2 separate regions of the Zea mays genome follow, and region 2 is linked to region 1. The links are chromatin contacts, called in public Hi-C maps. All regions are on one chromosome and are shown on one strand. Each heading gives the region's core, a stretch centred on a gene start, on an enhancer-like site or on the middle of the called end of the contact. The rest is flanking DNA. Distances are from core to core; before and after follow the strand shown. Region 1 holds the start of LOC103637069 (mucin-1). Region 2 has its middle 22 kb from the start of LOC103635497.

What was found. A called contact is a pair of places that touch in the nucleus more often than the background predicts.
Region 2: a contact with region 1 is called in a Hi-C map of endosperm, with 2.9 times the contacts expected there. The contact joins the enhancer-like site here to the promoter of LOC103637069 in region 1. A contact is called at or near these places in 2 of 25 Hi-C or Micro-C datasets (endosperm and tassel).

Annotation. Positions count from the first base shown.
Region 1 is chr8:85,641,386-85,648,906 of Zm-B73-REFERENCE-NAM-5.0, forward strand. It overlaps LOC103637069 (mucin-1), which reads right to left and starts at 2,888. Exons shown (of 2, transcript XM_020543034.1): 1 at 2,817-2,888; 2 at 436-2,506. The coding sequence starts at 2,888. The coding sequence ends at 1,808.
Region 2 is chr8:86,030,181-86,037,249 of Zm-B73-REFERENCE-NAM-5.0, forward strand. No RefSeq gene overlaps it. Among protein-coding and RNA genes, the nearest start is that of LOC103635497, 22 kb to the right of the region's middle. Within about 2 kb of position 5,416, at least 19 of the 20 cell types and tissues checked have an H3K27ac peak or open chromatin away from gene starts, as enhancers often do. A contact at or near this core is called in endosperm and tassel, where this site is marked.

The DNA.
Region 1 (7,521 bases), core at 1,638-4,137:
AGTTGACACCACTCTATCGTCTAATGTGCTCTGTCTAATGGGATATAAAGCCCTGCATGCTCTGCAAGATGTTTCCATGCATATAGATGAATTTCACAAACTATTAGCAATGCTCACAAGGAAGGATTTTTCCAACGGTTATTTGCATATATAATTTACCTGTTTTTTCTATTATTAAAAAGGAAAAAGAATAGCCAAAGTGCCATCCAGGCAGGTGTGATTGTGCGCCTGCTTTATGCATTCAACACAGTTAGTCAGTGTGCATATAACTTTCTGCTGGGGTATTTGCAAATAACATGTAAACATATAGGTTACATGAAAAATACCAGCAAACAACATATTTAACCTTGTTTTTTTGCTGACCAAATTATATAGCCTTATTTTCACAGGAAGAAACATGGGTAATAAACTACACTTTGGAACCACATGCAAGACTGTACCAACAAGAACTTAAAGTGAATATATTTGTGGTCACTAATCTTATAAGATAGGCGTGATTGCTTAGAATATTAACACTGACATGAACATCAACCCAAACACCGTGCAAGCATGTGGAGGGTGTAGAACGAGATAGTAAGAAGGAAGACACCATTTTCCACAGAGAGACAAAGCACGGGGACGACAGTTACAGACGGATCCACGATGTCAGGGGAGAGGGAAATTGGAGAGTTGGAAGCAGTGGGACCGCTGTACCTCGGGTGCCATCGCGGAAGGCCTTGGAGACATGCTTGGGTGTCCAGCACAGGCCCTCATGGCGGTCGTCCTCGTCAAGCCCCAACACCAGCCGCCCGATGGCCAGTGGCGTCCTGTCGTAGCTGTACCACCAGGGCGTGGAGGTCGACGCGCTGGTGCGGGTCGAGGTGCGTGCGTTGCGTCACAGTAAATCCTTTGTTCGTCGACGGACACGGTGTCTCTGAGAGTTTTTTTGGAACGGAGGTATCCCATGTCTAGGCTTCGTAAAATTATTATCCCGAACCAAGCAATTGCATTTCTAGTATTATAACACCCACAACTTTGGTATTTTGTGCTTCTCGCCAGATTTAACCACTGTCGAGCATCATCAGCCATAACCGGAGCTCAGTAACGAAGGAGGTGGCCCTATGATCGCCTACCCCGTTTTTCAAAACGACCCGAGTCCTTCTCTGCCGCCCGATCCGATGCGCTGGATCGCCGACGACCGGCTCCCTGTCCGGTAGCTTCTTGCCGATTTCCGGCACTGGTGCGTCGCCGGAGATGGGAAGTACCGCTTGCTCACCTACCTGGATCTCAGTCGAAATAACCATTAATAGCCGAATACTCAACTACCTGAACCTGTCCCGGAACCACCTTGGTGGAGAAATATCGGCAACCATTGCTGCAATGCAGAGCCTTACGGCCATAGACTTCTCCTACAATAACCTGTCTGGGCTCGTGCTAGCGACTGGGCCATGATGCACACACCTACGATGGCATGTCCAATACCTTCAAGTTGCTAATTGTCCTTGGCTTGCTTGTCTGCTCCATTGCGTTTGTTGCATGGCAATCTTGAAGGCCCGATTACTAAAGAAGGCCAGCGAGGCACACAGTTGGAGACTCACTGCGTTCCAGCGCCTAGACAGTCTGAAGGAGGAGAGGAGCTAGGATTGTGTACAAGATGACGACAATGCTGGATGGTGAGCATGTTGCAGACTTGCAGTGAAGCGGCTTTCGTCGATGAGCCGTGGCTCGTCGCATGACCATGGGTTCTCTGCAGAGAAACAAACTCTTGGGAGGATCCGGTGGTAGCGCATCTTCACGCCCGACCAGTGCTCACGGCTGTGCTGCCGCTCTACGTTGCCATGATGCTGGACCGTGAGCCAGCCGTGGGCCGCGCGACGGAGGCTCGGCTCCGCGCCGCGGAGGCAGAGCTGGAGCGCGCCCGCCGCCGCGGCGCGGATCTGGAGGAGCGGCTCCGGCAGCTGGCCGGGGAGGGCCAGGCGTGGCTGGGCGTCGCCAGGAGCCACGAGGCCGTCGCCGCTGGCCTCCGCGCCACGCTCGACAAGGTGCTCCAGCAGCCCGCCGTCGCCGCTGCCGGCGGAGGAGAATGCGGCGTGGCGGAGGACGCGCAGTCCTGCTGCTTCGTGGCATCCCCGTCGGGGCTCGTCGCCGGCGACGCGGTGTCGACGGGTTCGTCGCCGTCGTGCAAGGCCTGCGGCGTCGTTTTGCTCATCATCATCGCATGCGGAAGCGACGGCCGCGAGGTGGGCCTGCTCGAGCGCTCCCATGGCGGTAGATGCACCCATCTCAGAAACGAGATTAGATCTCGATTGATCCCTTGGCGACTTCGCGAGCCAGTCAGCAGCTTGGGGAGGAGAGAGAGAGTGCGTACAGGAGAGATGGGGGAGAGGAGATGGATCCCTGGCATCACGAACGCGCGCAGCGTGGGGGGAGCAGGGACGGGGAGGGGGCTAGGGGATGGGGGGTTGCAGATCCCCGGTATCACGGACGCGCGCAGCGTGGGGGAGCAGGGGCGGGGGCTGGACGACAGCTATTGCGCAGGGGTTTGCGGCGTGCTGCCGTGCGGTGCGGGAGGCCGTTGCTGGACGGGAGCGGGGGCAGTCTACAAATGGCTCTTAATAGTTGTAATGAAGCTGAGCATTGCATTTAATATGTTGGTCAAAATTTTATTAACAGTTACTAAGTATAGGTGTATACCATCCAATAAAATAAGAGATCACAATTATAATAAATCCCACAATGCAATGCATATGACAAATTAAATTTAATTCCATAAGTTACACATGTGAGTGTCCAAGATGTTCTTGACCGTGAGCACGACTGATATTCTAGTTTTGTACTCTGTAGAGGTTCACATCTTTACCCACAAGATGTGCTACCCATTTTCCAAGGGGCCTACAATTCCCATTCATCTCTACCGAGGAGACGAGGCAGAGTAGCACTACGAGGCCTTTCCAAAGTTACACTAGTTCGAGAAAACCCGCTACGGATTTAAGAAGAAGGAAGCATAGGAGTTCCTCGTTTGAAAAGCTTTACAAACAGTCCAACCCGAGGTCCTCCCTATACTCTATACTGACCCGCTCCTCGCTTGTCCCTTTTGGGTAAGGTAGTCTCTCCCTAGATTTTCTAATTACTTGGCCTAGGATGTCCTATTCCACCCTTGTGGTAGCACTGTTTTCCCAATTGGTTCTCCATGTTCTAGTTAACACAATAATCTTATCATGAATAGTAAATAATCCAGCAATAATGATAAAGTATGATCATGTTTCATTTAGCATTACTTCCCAAAACCAGGTACAACATAGCTAAACTACCAAATAATTCATTTACAAGCAAGGTGTGAGGTAAACAAAACTAGGGCAACCTATTAGGTCCCATCAAATTAACCTGAGCATGTCACAATAATTATAGAGAACATTGTTAGGTAAAGAAGAGTGGTCAAGGGCACAACTTGCCTTCTGCGAGCTTCTGCTCAGAATCTTCAACCTGATGTGCTCTGGGCTCCTCGGTCACTTGCTCGTCTACTCAAAATAGTAAAAAACATTGCATAGGAGAAATTAACATCACACCAAATATGAGAACACACTGCATAATAATGTTCTACGCGTTGCAACGAGATCGTAGATTCGAGAACCACTAAAATCGGAGTTACGGTTAAAAAGATATGTTTTTCCGTAGTTCTTAGGTGATTAAATGATAAAGATATATTCTATTAATATAAACCATATGAGCCATACAATCTAAAAAAATAACTAATTCAACTTTAATTATAACATGATTAAAGATCATATTTTAGTCAAATTATAGATGGATCAAGTTAATCATATTGACTGTGACTAGAAAAGTAAGTCCAATAAACATTGGGTTAACCAAATATTTAGTTATCTTTGAACACACTAAACAAATTTTGTTAATGTGTAGACAACTTTAATACGAAGCTAACACGACTAGAACGGTGGAAATTGAGGTTAAAACAGAGAAGTTATGCAATAAACAAGTTTTAGGTTGTTTTATTATAATTAATATACCTAAAATTCAATTCCCATGTTTGTTTAAATGAGATCAGGGCTGCGGTTTCTAATACCCGAGAGCTCAGGGTTCTGTTAACCAGATCTAGGACCAGTTTGTTATGGTTCTTAGAGGTAGAAGGCCTGCGTGTTGTTTCTACGAAAACCGAGGGACTCATTAGCGAATATAACACGACAGTATATACATGCGCGCTTTTATGGCTGTCAAATCAAGATTCGAGGATCCCTATATTTTACCCGAACATGTACGTGAAGGAGGTCACTGGATCTGAGATCCATGGCCCAGATTTAATCTTGAACCGCTATGTGACTGCGACCATAGGATCATAGATCAATGGCCCCAATTTTATTACACCCTCTCATCCGCCCATTCACAGATCAACGCTCAGGATTTATCGAGCCAAACAGGTAACAGTGCTCTAATCATGACCGTCGAACTCGAGATTGACGATCCCCACATCTCCTCCTCCTTACCGATGCTGTGCACAGGCGGCGGTGTTCTCAGCCCACGGCGGCGCCATCACCGGAAATCCCAACCTACACACTAGAGCTCTAAACTTCGATCCCAACGACGCTACACATAGAGGGGAAGTAAGCGAACTCGTATGAGAAATCTCACCAGGAACCGAGGCGTGATGTTCTCTACCCACGATGAGACGCGGCTCTGCGGTGGTGACGGCACTCCAACGACGAATCACGGTATCTTCGTCCACCAGACATGCACAGCAAGGGGTCAATTGCTTGAGCGTGACCTGATGAATCACCAGGACCAATTCCCCGAGGCTGAAAGCTAATGCAAAGGATTTCCAGGTGCGACGGCTTTCCCTATTATCCTCCTCCTCGCCATGATGGTGCTCCTAGGCGTGATTTATTTGTGATGCCGATGGGATGTAGGAGGGTCGTGGGACCCTATTTTTATAGCCTGGAGACCGGGGCGCACAACCGGTTTTGACCCTGAGTTTCCCGGCGGCCGTTGCAGCATCCCAGGTGTATGATTTCTGTTCAGGTTCAGTAAGGTGAGCGAAGGGGTCGACAGGAGTGTCCTGCTTGGCGGCGTCGGGGATCTATGTGCGTGTGGCAAGGGAGCCCTAGTCGAGCGGGCCTGGTTGCCAGACGGCCAGCGTGAGTCCGTGTGCGGACGAGATCACACGGAGAGTTTCCTGGGCCCGCGTGTCAGTGCCCTCTCGTTGAGTGAGCTAGCGCGGGAGGTGGGTCGATCAACGGGTTTTAGGCCCAAGTAGAGGTAAGGCTTTCTTTTTTTCTTTTTGTTTTCTTATTTCTTTTTCTTACTTTTTGTGTTTTATTCCTATTTCAAAATTTCAAACTCAAACTTGTATTACCAATTTAAATACAAATGCAACAATACAAGAACCAAGCATGCGATGCACATTTATTTTATTTATATAATTATCAGTTGTTTAAATCAAGCCTAATATTTAAATATGCAAAAAGAGAAAAAGTAATCACATAGACCCTCATAAATTCCATGACTTTATTATTTTTTATTCCTCCTAAATTTTGGGCACTACACAGTGCAGCACCAGTACACAGGCTCACAACCCATCTTTGGATTTCTTCATTCTTTCGCTTGGGCTTTTTTTGGTCTTGCGTCTTGGACTTTTGCTGAGTATTTGTTGATCTTCCTTCAATATTTTGGGTCTTCTTTTGAGGTGTTGCATCCTTAGAGTCTTAGTCCAATCCACTCCGCATCCTGTGAACTTCAAAACAAAAACATTTGGGGAACATTAGTCCACAAGGTTATGATGATCATCAAACACCAAAATTCCTAATCAAATGGGTCGAAGTCCATTTTCCTTACTATCTCTCGCCTTTTTGGTGATTGATGGCAACACAACCAAAACAAGCAAATATCAAATACTGAATTGAAATATGCACTCTTCTTGCTATGGATGCTTGTGCATAGGCAAGATGAAAGAGATGCCAAATTGAAAGCTATGAGGTCAATTTGAAATTAAGCATGTTCATGCATATGTAGCTAATCGCCATGTGAGATTATGGACTTAAGCGACCCCCTAACTCCATAATTCACACACCTCCTATCTAGGACTGAAACCAACAAGATAACCAATTGAAAGGATCAAAAAGTTAAAATTGGTGGGTTTTGGTATTTGATAACTTTGGTTTGCTTTGGACCATAAAATCCCCCTTTGAATCAAACATCGAAAAGTAAGACATATAAAGCATCCATGATGTAATTTAAAGACTTGCCCTCTAAAAAGAATTACTCCCCCTAAAAGAAAGTTCTCCCCATGTGGAAAAGTATTCTCTCCTTTTACAGAAAAGGACATACTCCCCCTATCGGAAAACCCTCTTTTTTAAGAAAAAGCACATGAATACAAGAGGAAACAAGACATGATTGAGATAGACTACCTCCCCCTAAAACTATGCATAGGTAAATGATAGAGGATATTATAGTGATAAGAAGCAATTAATAACATATGCATATATGGCATCATGGGGCATAAGATGAAAATAACATAGCATATTCAAATACTAGAGAAGACATGTAAATGATACCAATCGAAAGATTATAGCAATCAAATGGTTTGGACGATGGTATTCTTCTAGTGGAAGCATGTTGTCTTTCTCCGAGGACACCATTTTCCTTCAATGAGACTACTACACAAATTATAGGCTTAAAAAGTAGTGTTAGTCTCAAAGACTTATATTATAGAGTAACCTCCCCCTAAAAGTGTGCATACAAGTTTTGGAATACTTGTAGGAGACTTGCACTTTGATTTTGAGATCAAGAGCGACAAATCATCTATAATCCGTACTTTTGCACATATAATTTAAAATGACACCAATTGAAAGATATAACTTTAGAAACAAGCAATAGTGTCATCTATCTAGAAATTTTCATTAATCTATGTGTCGTGCTTTATTACACATTTTAAACCATGTAGATTTGCTCAACAAGTATGAATTAAAGACGAGGATTCCTACCATTTGATATACCTAGTCTCAGTGTTTCTAACCTCACTTCTACAAGTAAATTTATTGTGCGTGTTCTGGGCTCTAGACGGTGTGCACGGTGGGCGCAAGATTTATACTGGTTCGAGAAGAACATTGAAAGTCGCCTAGAGGGGGGGTGAATAGGCGAAACCTGAAATTTACAAACTTTAAACATGCATTATGCCCGGGGTTAGCGTTAAAATTAAATCGGAGTGCGGAAGATAGTTCTCCTTGCTTAAAGTTGCTCAATCAATGTGAATAACTTTTGGGAGCAAACTCAAATCAATATGAGCAAGGAAGCTTTTAGAGAGGAAAGAGGGGAAACAAATCAAGTGAAGATCAACAAGTGGACATGGTGATTTGTTTACCGAGGTTCGTTTCCAAAGAACCTAGTCCCCGCGTTGAGGAGGCTACAAAGGCCGGGTCTATTCCAACCCTTTCCTTCTCTCAATCGGTCACACAGACCGGTCGAGGCTTCTCCTTAATCACTTGGGTCACTAAGACCCCGCAAGGATCACCACAAACTTTGGTGTCTCTTGCT
Region 2 (7,069 bases), core at 4,166-6,665, 390 kb after region 1:
TCTCGTCCTCTGGTGGTGTTGGGCTGACAGCCTTCCTTTTCTGGCTTCGGGCCTCCCGCAGGGAGACTGTCTCCTGATTGTGGTCCAGTGGTTGCAGAGCTGCAGCCCCAGTCGCTGAAGCTTTCTTCGGCGCCATAACGAAGGTTTATGATCGCCGAAGGTGTTCAAAAAATTCAGAGTAGAAGTGAGTTCACCGGAGGTGGGCGCCAATGTTGGGGACTTGTTCTCAAATGCTTCAAGAACAAGGCAACACAGAAAATGTTAATCGGTTAAGTCCTTCGTCCTACGAAGCATTATTTCCCTTAGGATATAATGATTTTCGGACGACGGTCACAAAGGGCGAACCTTTAGAAATGCATTACATATTGACGAAGAATGAATTACAAGAAACATAAAGAATTACGTAGATCATCATATATCATTATTATTATATATAAATAAAAATAACATTGAATTACAGATGTACCTCCAATTTGAAGGAAATGAAAGTACAAGCGTGACGCAAAAGTGAACACCAAATCAGCGTGAACAGTACGGGGGTTCTGTTCACCTATTTATAGGCACAGGGTACAACCCATACAAAATTACATACATGCCCTTTACATTTGGTGGTAATTCTATAGTAATCTATAAAGGTCTAAATGGCCTTTTCATCTTCAAGTCGGTTCCCTTTTCTGCGAACATGCCGAAGCTTTCCTGCTTCACAGCTTCGGCGCTGTGTCAACCTTCGTATCTTTTGAGCTTCTCCCTCTCTGATACGAGTCCGAAGATACCTGTTCACACATTATACTCTAGAAACACTGTTAAATCATGTTTTTGAGGACCTTCGGAAGCCGAAGGCCCCCAACAGGGGTTAGTCTTGTTAATCTACTTATCATTATAATCTACTAGAAGATGATCTATGGTCAATTCATAACTTAGATTAAATTTGAGATAATTATTTATAGAATAACCTCTCATATGATTTATATTAACCAATTTATAATATAGTTTAATATTTTAATCACATAAATCCTCTATAAAATCATAACTCCTTAACCATAACTCCGATTTTAGTGGTTCTCGTTCCCACGATCTCGTAGCAACGTGTAGATCATTATTATGCAGTATGTTCTTATGTTTGGTGTGATGTTAATTTTGTCTATACCGTGTCTGTTTGTATTGCTACGACTAGCAGTGCGGTCACGAGGATCCGAAGAATCACCCTGGTAACTGGAATCTCAAGTGTCAGGCAGGTTGTGCCCTTGATCCACTTTTGTTACCCAATAATATTTTTTATTATCACTATTCATGCTTAGGTTTAATTTTGATGGGACCCAATAGGTCACCCTAGACTGTTTATCTTTTTACCTTGTTTACCCCTGAATCATTGGGTAGTTATGCTATTGCTTTACACATTTTTTGGGTTAATATTTCATTATATACATGTTCCTATTATTCTATTATGTTATTTATGTTCATGATAAGATCATTATGTTAATGGGAACATGGAGAACCACCCGGGAAAATAGTGCTACCACAAGGGTAGTATGGGATGCCCTTGGCTGACTAATTAGGAAAGCTAGTGGATGACTACCTTACCCGAAAGGGGCAATGGCAGTAGGGGAGTGGTCAGTGTAGGGAGGTCCTTGGGTTGATTTTGCTGTGATGGCGGTCAGGCGAGGGATCCCTGCATTGGAGCTTCCTAGAAACTGTTGCGGGTTTTCTGAAGCTAATGGAACTTTGTAAAGGCCTCATAGTGTTACCCTGCCTCGCTTCCTTAGTATAGGTGTATGGGATTCATGATCCCTTGGCAGATGGGTAACATGACTTGTGGGTAAAGATGTGCAACCTCTGCAGAGTGTAAAACTGGTATACTAGCCGTGCTCACGGTCATGAGCGGCTCGGACACTCACATGATTAATTTATGTAACTTAAATTCAATTTGTCAGTTGCATTTGCATGGGATTATTTATTAATTTTGTTATATTATTTATTATGGTTTGGTATTTACTTACACTTAGTAACTGCTAATAAAATTTAACCAACTTATTAAAAGCAATGCTTAGATTTAACCCCTATTGTTGATCAGCTTTACACATCACATGAACTCCCACCTTTGGTGAGTTCATGCACATTATTCCCCAGAACTTGTTGAGCGATGAACATGTGTGAGCTCACCCTTGCTGTCTCACACCCCCCCACAGGAGAAGAATAGGTGGTTCAAGAGGAGCCACACAACGAGGAGTTCGATTCGATCTAGGTGGCGTCTCCCAGTTGACTTTATGGCACCAAGGATGGACTTTAGTTCGATCTATATTTATCTTTTATTTTGTAAGACTTCCGCTATGTAAAAAAATACACTGATTATTGTGACATTTATCTCTATACACTTTGTTATTATATATGTTGTCTTCTTTAGCGCATGTATGAGATGCACCCGGCTTTGTCCCTTAAAACCGGGTGTGACAAGCAAGAACCTTGCAGCAGCAGCAATCTTGCTCCGAACCATTCAAGAACCATCGACCACCGAGGATCGTCGAATCCACGGTGAGATCAGGAGACTTCTGGAGTGCGCTGCAGTCCAATAGGTCGAGAGCTCCGCCTCTCGGCTTTGGGAGCCCGCCTCGGAACAACGAGCGGGGCCCTCTCACCAAGAGAGAGAGGCCTCGGTCCATCCCAAGCCCTCAAAGGAAAAAGCCCCCATGGTCCGGGACCGCCTCCTCGACAATCGCCAGAACCATGGTGTTCACGACCGCCTCGATGGATGGCTACACCATGATGACCGACGATATGCCACACATGGCTACCACCCTCGGTGGGGTGGTCACTACGACACTGGGGAAGATTGAAGCCCCTCGCCCAAGCCACCAGGTCCATAGGTCTTCAGCCGAGCCATCTGCAGGGCACCATTCCCAGCCTGATTCTGAGCCTCGACTACTATCACCAAGTACTCAGGGGACACCAAGCAAGAGCTATGGCTCGCTGACTACCGTCTGGCCTGTCGGCTCGGAGGGATGAGTGATGACAACCTCATCATTCACAACATGTTGCTCTTTCTGTTCGACTCTTCTCGAGCATGGCTTGAGCACCTCCCACCAACCCAAATCCATGACAAGGAAGACATGGTCAGGATTTTTTGGCGGAATTTCTAGGGCACATTTTCCTCCCTCTGAAGGCCTCTGACGAAGTGGGGGTGGCTAACCTAGTGGTTGTATAAATTCTGGCCATCTCAGCACGAAGTTCTACCTGAAGAGTTTTATCTGAAGCTCATTCTAAAAGTGGTATTCAGCGGAAAGATTTAGACTCAAAGAAAAAATATGTAGCAGGTAGGTGGAGCACAGTAAATGTAGCCCTACCTCAACACGCTCTCCCGTTTTTATACTAAGAAACCAGCGCGAGGCGCAAAAAGATTGCGCGCGCGTGAGAAGCTGTGTCTTCACCTTCTCGTTGTCCAGTGGACGTGGACATACTTCTATTTATGCTGAATTACTTGTTTTTGTCACTTTCATTAACGAGCCCGAGAAGGTGTTTTTTGGACCTTCGGCGCAAGGCCTCCCTGATATGTTTCACGATTTGAGCTCGTTATGAAAACAGTGTTATTTCGCGAGGGGATATAGTTGGGGGAGAGCCTTCATCGTTCAAGGTCTACAAGTTATTGACTTCATCATAAAAAGCAAGTTTTATAGTCTTCACCTTCGTCACCAAATCAAAGCTAACACCTGGGACGAAGCTAAGAAGTTTAAGTTCGCAAACCGCTTGCCACACCAAGGTTTTAGGGACACGGGCGCGAAAATAATCACCAAGTGTGCGAGGAACAAGTCTTACACATATGATGACTCATGGTACAGAAACGAATGTCACAACATTAATATATAACGAATTTCTATACAAAATAGTTAAATAATTACATCATATGAAGACAACGATCCAGCAACCCAATGTTGACTAGGAGACGACGTCCAAGACTTCTCACGAACACATCGCTCCATCCTTCATGCGCCTCATCCTGCGGTACCTGTTCTTGACCTAAGGGAATATGAGTAGAGCAAGGGTGAGCTCACATATGTTCATCGCTCAACAAGTTGTGGGGAATAATGTGCATGAACTCAGCAAAGGTGGGAGCTCATGTGAAGTGTAAGGCTTACCAAAGAAGATGGTTAAAGTTGAGCATAGCTTTTAAAGTTGGTTAAAATTTTATTAGCAGTTACTAACTGTAAGTAGATATCAGCCCAATTAAATATGTTATCAAAATTGATAACAACACCCACAATGCAATGCATATGACAAGTTAAGTTTAGTTCCATAAATTACTCATGTGAGGGTCCAAGCCGCTCATGACCGTGAGCATGGCTGATATACCATTTTTACACTCTGCAGAGGTTGCGCATCTTTACCCACAAGTCGTGCTACCCAATTGCCAAGGGTTTGAGTAGACCCCATACACCTCTACCAAGGAAGCGAAGCAGGGTACCACTACGAGGCCTTTACAAAGTTCCACTGGCTTCAGAAAACCCGCTACAGTTTCTAGGAAGCGTAGTTTAGGAATCCCCAGTCTGGATAGCCATCGCACCAAAATCAGCCTTAGAACCTCCCTATACCGACCACTCCCCTATTTTCCTTGCCCCTTTTAGGTAAGGTAGTCCTCCACTAGCTTTTCTAATTAGTCAGGCAAGGGCGTCCCATACCACCCCTGTGGTAGCACTGTTTTCCTAGGTGGTCGCTCCATGTTCCAATTAACAATATGATCTTATCATGAACAATGATTAAACTACAACATAACTGGAACATGATCATAATGAAACATTAATTTCCCAAAACCAGGTAGAGCAATAGCAAATCTACCCAATAATTCATCTGTTTGCAAGGTGGGGGAAACAATGCTAGGGAAACCTATTAAGTCCCATCAAATTAACATGAGCATATCACAGTGATTAACAGCGAACATTATTAGGTAAAAAGGAGTGATCAAGGGCACAACTTGCCTGAGACTCGAGATTCCATGCACAAGGATGGTCTTCAGATTCTCATGACCTCACTGCTATTCGTAGCAATACAAACAGACAGGGTATAGGCAAAATTAACATCACACAAAACATAAGCACAAACTACATAATAATATTCTATGTGTCGCTACGAGATCGTGGGTTCGAGAACCACTAAATTCGAAGCTACGGTTATGAATAAGCCGAGGGGCTCGTTTGCAATTGCGCTGGGTCGAAGGGGTATCTGACGATTTCGGCTGTTAGATTCAAAATCAAGGGCTCTTGTTAGATCGTTATTTAAAACGAAATGGCAAGCAATTGTGATCGTAGGATCGTGGATCAGTGGTCCGAAATTCACCCACGACACGTGTTGGCCCCAACCCTAGGATCATGGAGCAACGTCATGGATCAAAGGGGCCAGCCGATATCTACCAGATCTAATCACGTTCGTTCCTTCCACGATCGACGGTCCCGAGTGCTTTCTTCCCCCAGCTAGCGCCCAGGTTGCGGCGCCCCGATCCCCACGGCGCCGAGCATCACACCGGCGCAGGCCAATCTTGCTACCCTCCTGACCACTCCCCCAACCACTCGGTGAAAACAGAGCGAGCATGAAGGCAAACATCAGGGAACGTTTCTTACTAGCAATCGAGGCAGTGTCTAGTCCGACCACGCAACATGGCGGGTCCGCGGCGGCACAACACCGATGGAAGTCCCCCATTCCCTGGGACCGAACCCAAGTTCTACTGGTGGCAATGCGCTTCAGAGAGTATGGAGGAACTATGGGGAGAGGACTCACCAATCATGGTTCTGTGGCGCAGCCGGTTCACAACGATGAATTTCTCTCTCACCCTACCTACACGGACGGCAATGGTGCAAGGTTGGGGCGCATCGTTTAGCTCTTTTTAACATAAGGAGGCATAGGAGGCTCGTATATATATTCTCAACACTGAGAGCTCCAACAAAATTCGTTACAACTACTAGGAGACGATCTCGGCGGCGGATTTGGTCCCTGGCTTTGTTTCGGTGCTAGCATTTGTATCCATCGTGAGGTTGAGGGTGACCCTGGCAATGGGACCCACCTGGAAGTGACTTATTTCCAGCGTCGGCGGACGTGGGGGAGGAAAGGGTTGGCCAAAGGGGCCCGCAGGTCAGCACACAGGTGACCCAAATTGGCCTGGCGTATCATAAAAGGGAAAGATGGGCCGGTGCGGAAGAGATGGGAAGTGGGCCGACTGTGTGGTGGCCCAAGGCGGTGAGGTTTCCCCCATTTTCTTTTATGTTTTCTATTTTCTATTCCATGATTCCTTCCTATTTAGAAATTTGAATATACTTTCAAAATTTCAAACTTAAATTAAATATACAAACCAAAAAAACTCAGCATGAATGCAAGGTATGTATTATTTTATTCCTTTATTTAGACAATTATGTTAAGTATGCAATGCGCACAAAAGAAAATAAATCACATTTTTAAATCAAAATTTGAAAACCCTTTTTCTAGAGTTTATACTTCATTGTAAAAAATAAAACCTGATGTTTGGTCAAATTATTAGTGCCCTCATTCCTAAATTTTAATCAAATCTAATGCCTTATAAATTCCCATTAGTCATGTTGATATAATTTTTTTGAAGTTAAATATTTTAGAGGAAGCAAGGATAGCTCTTATATGGGAATTTGGCTTCTAATCTATCATTAGAAAACATGGTTATCAACAAATTGGAAGAATTCTAACTAATCTTTAAAATCAAGATTTTATCGTGTTACAAATTCTATCCCCTTAAAAATAATCTCGTCCTCGAGATTACTAAAAGGGATACATTTAGTTTGGTTTTTTTGTTCCAGTACATTTTTTGTTTAGGCTCTTCAATGGGTATCTTCCATGCCTAGCTGCTTATTAGGTAAGATATGGTTAGAGCAAGTCTAGAATGAGGTAAGAAGGATTTAGGGTAGAAAAAATTTTATCCCGGATGGTGGATCTTGACTCATCTGATGTTCTAGCTTGGCTTTTGAAGACTTGAGTTGGTGCTCATTCTCTCTTGACGAGGTCGACTATATCTTCTCCGGTCTTGGTGTCTCCATCTGAGCTAAGGACATATGGTTAGGATAGT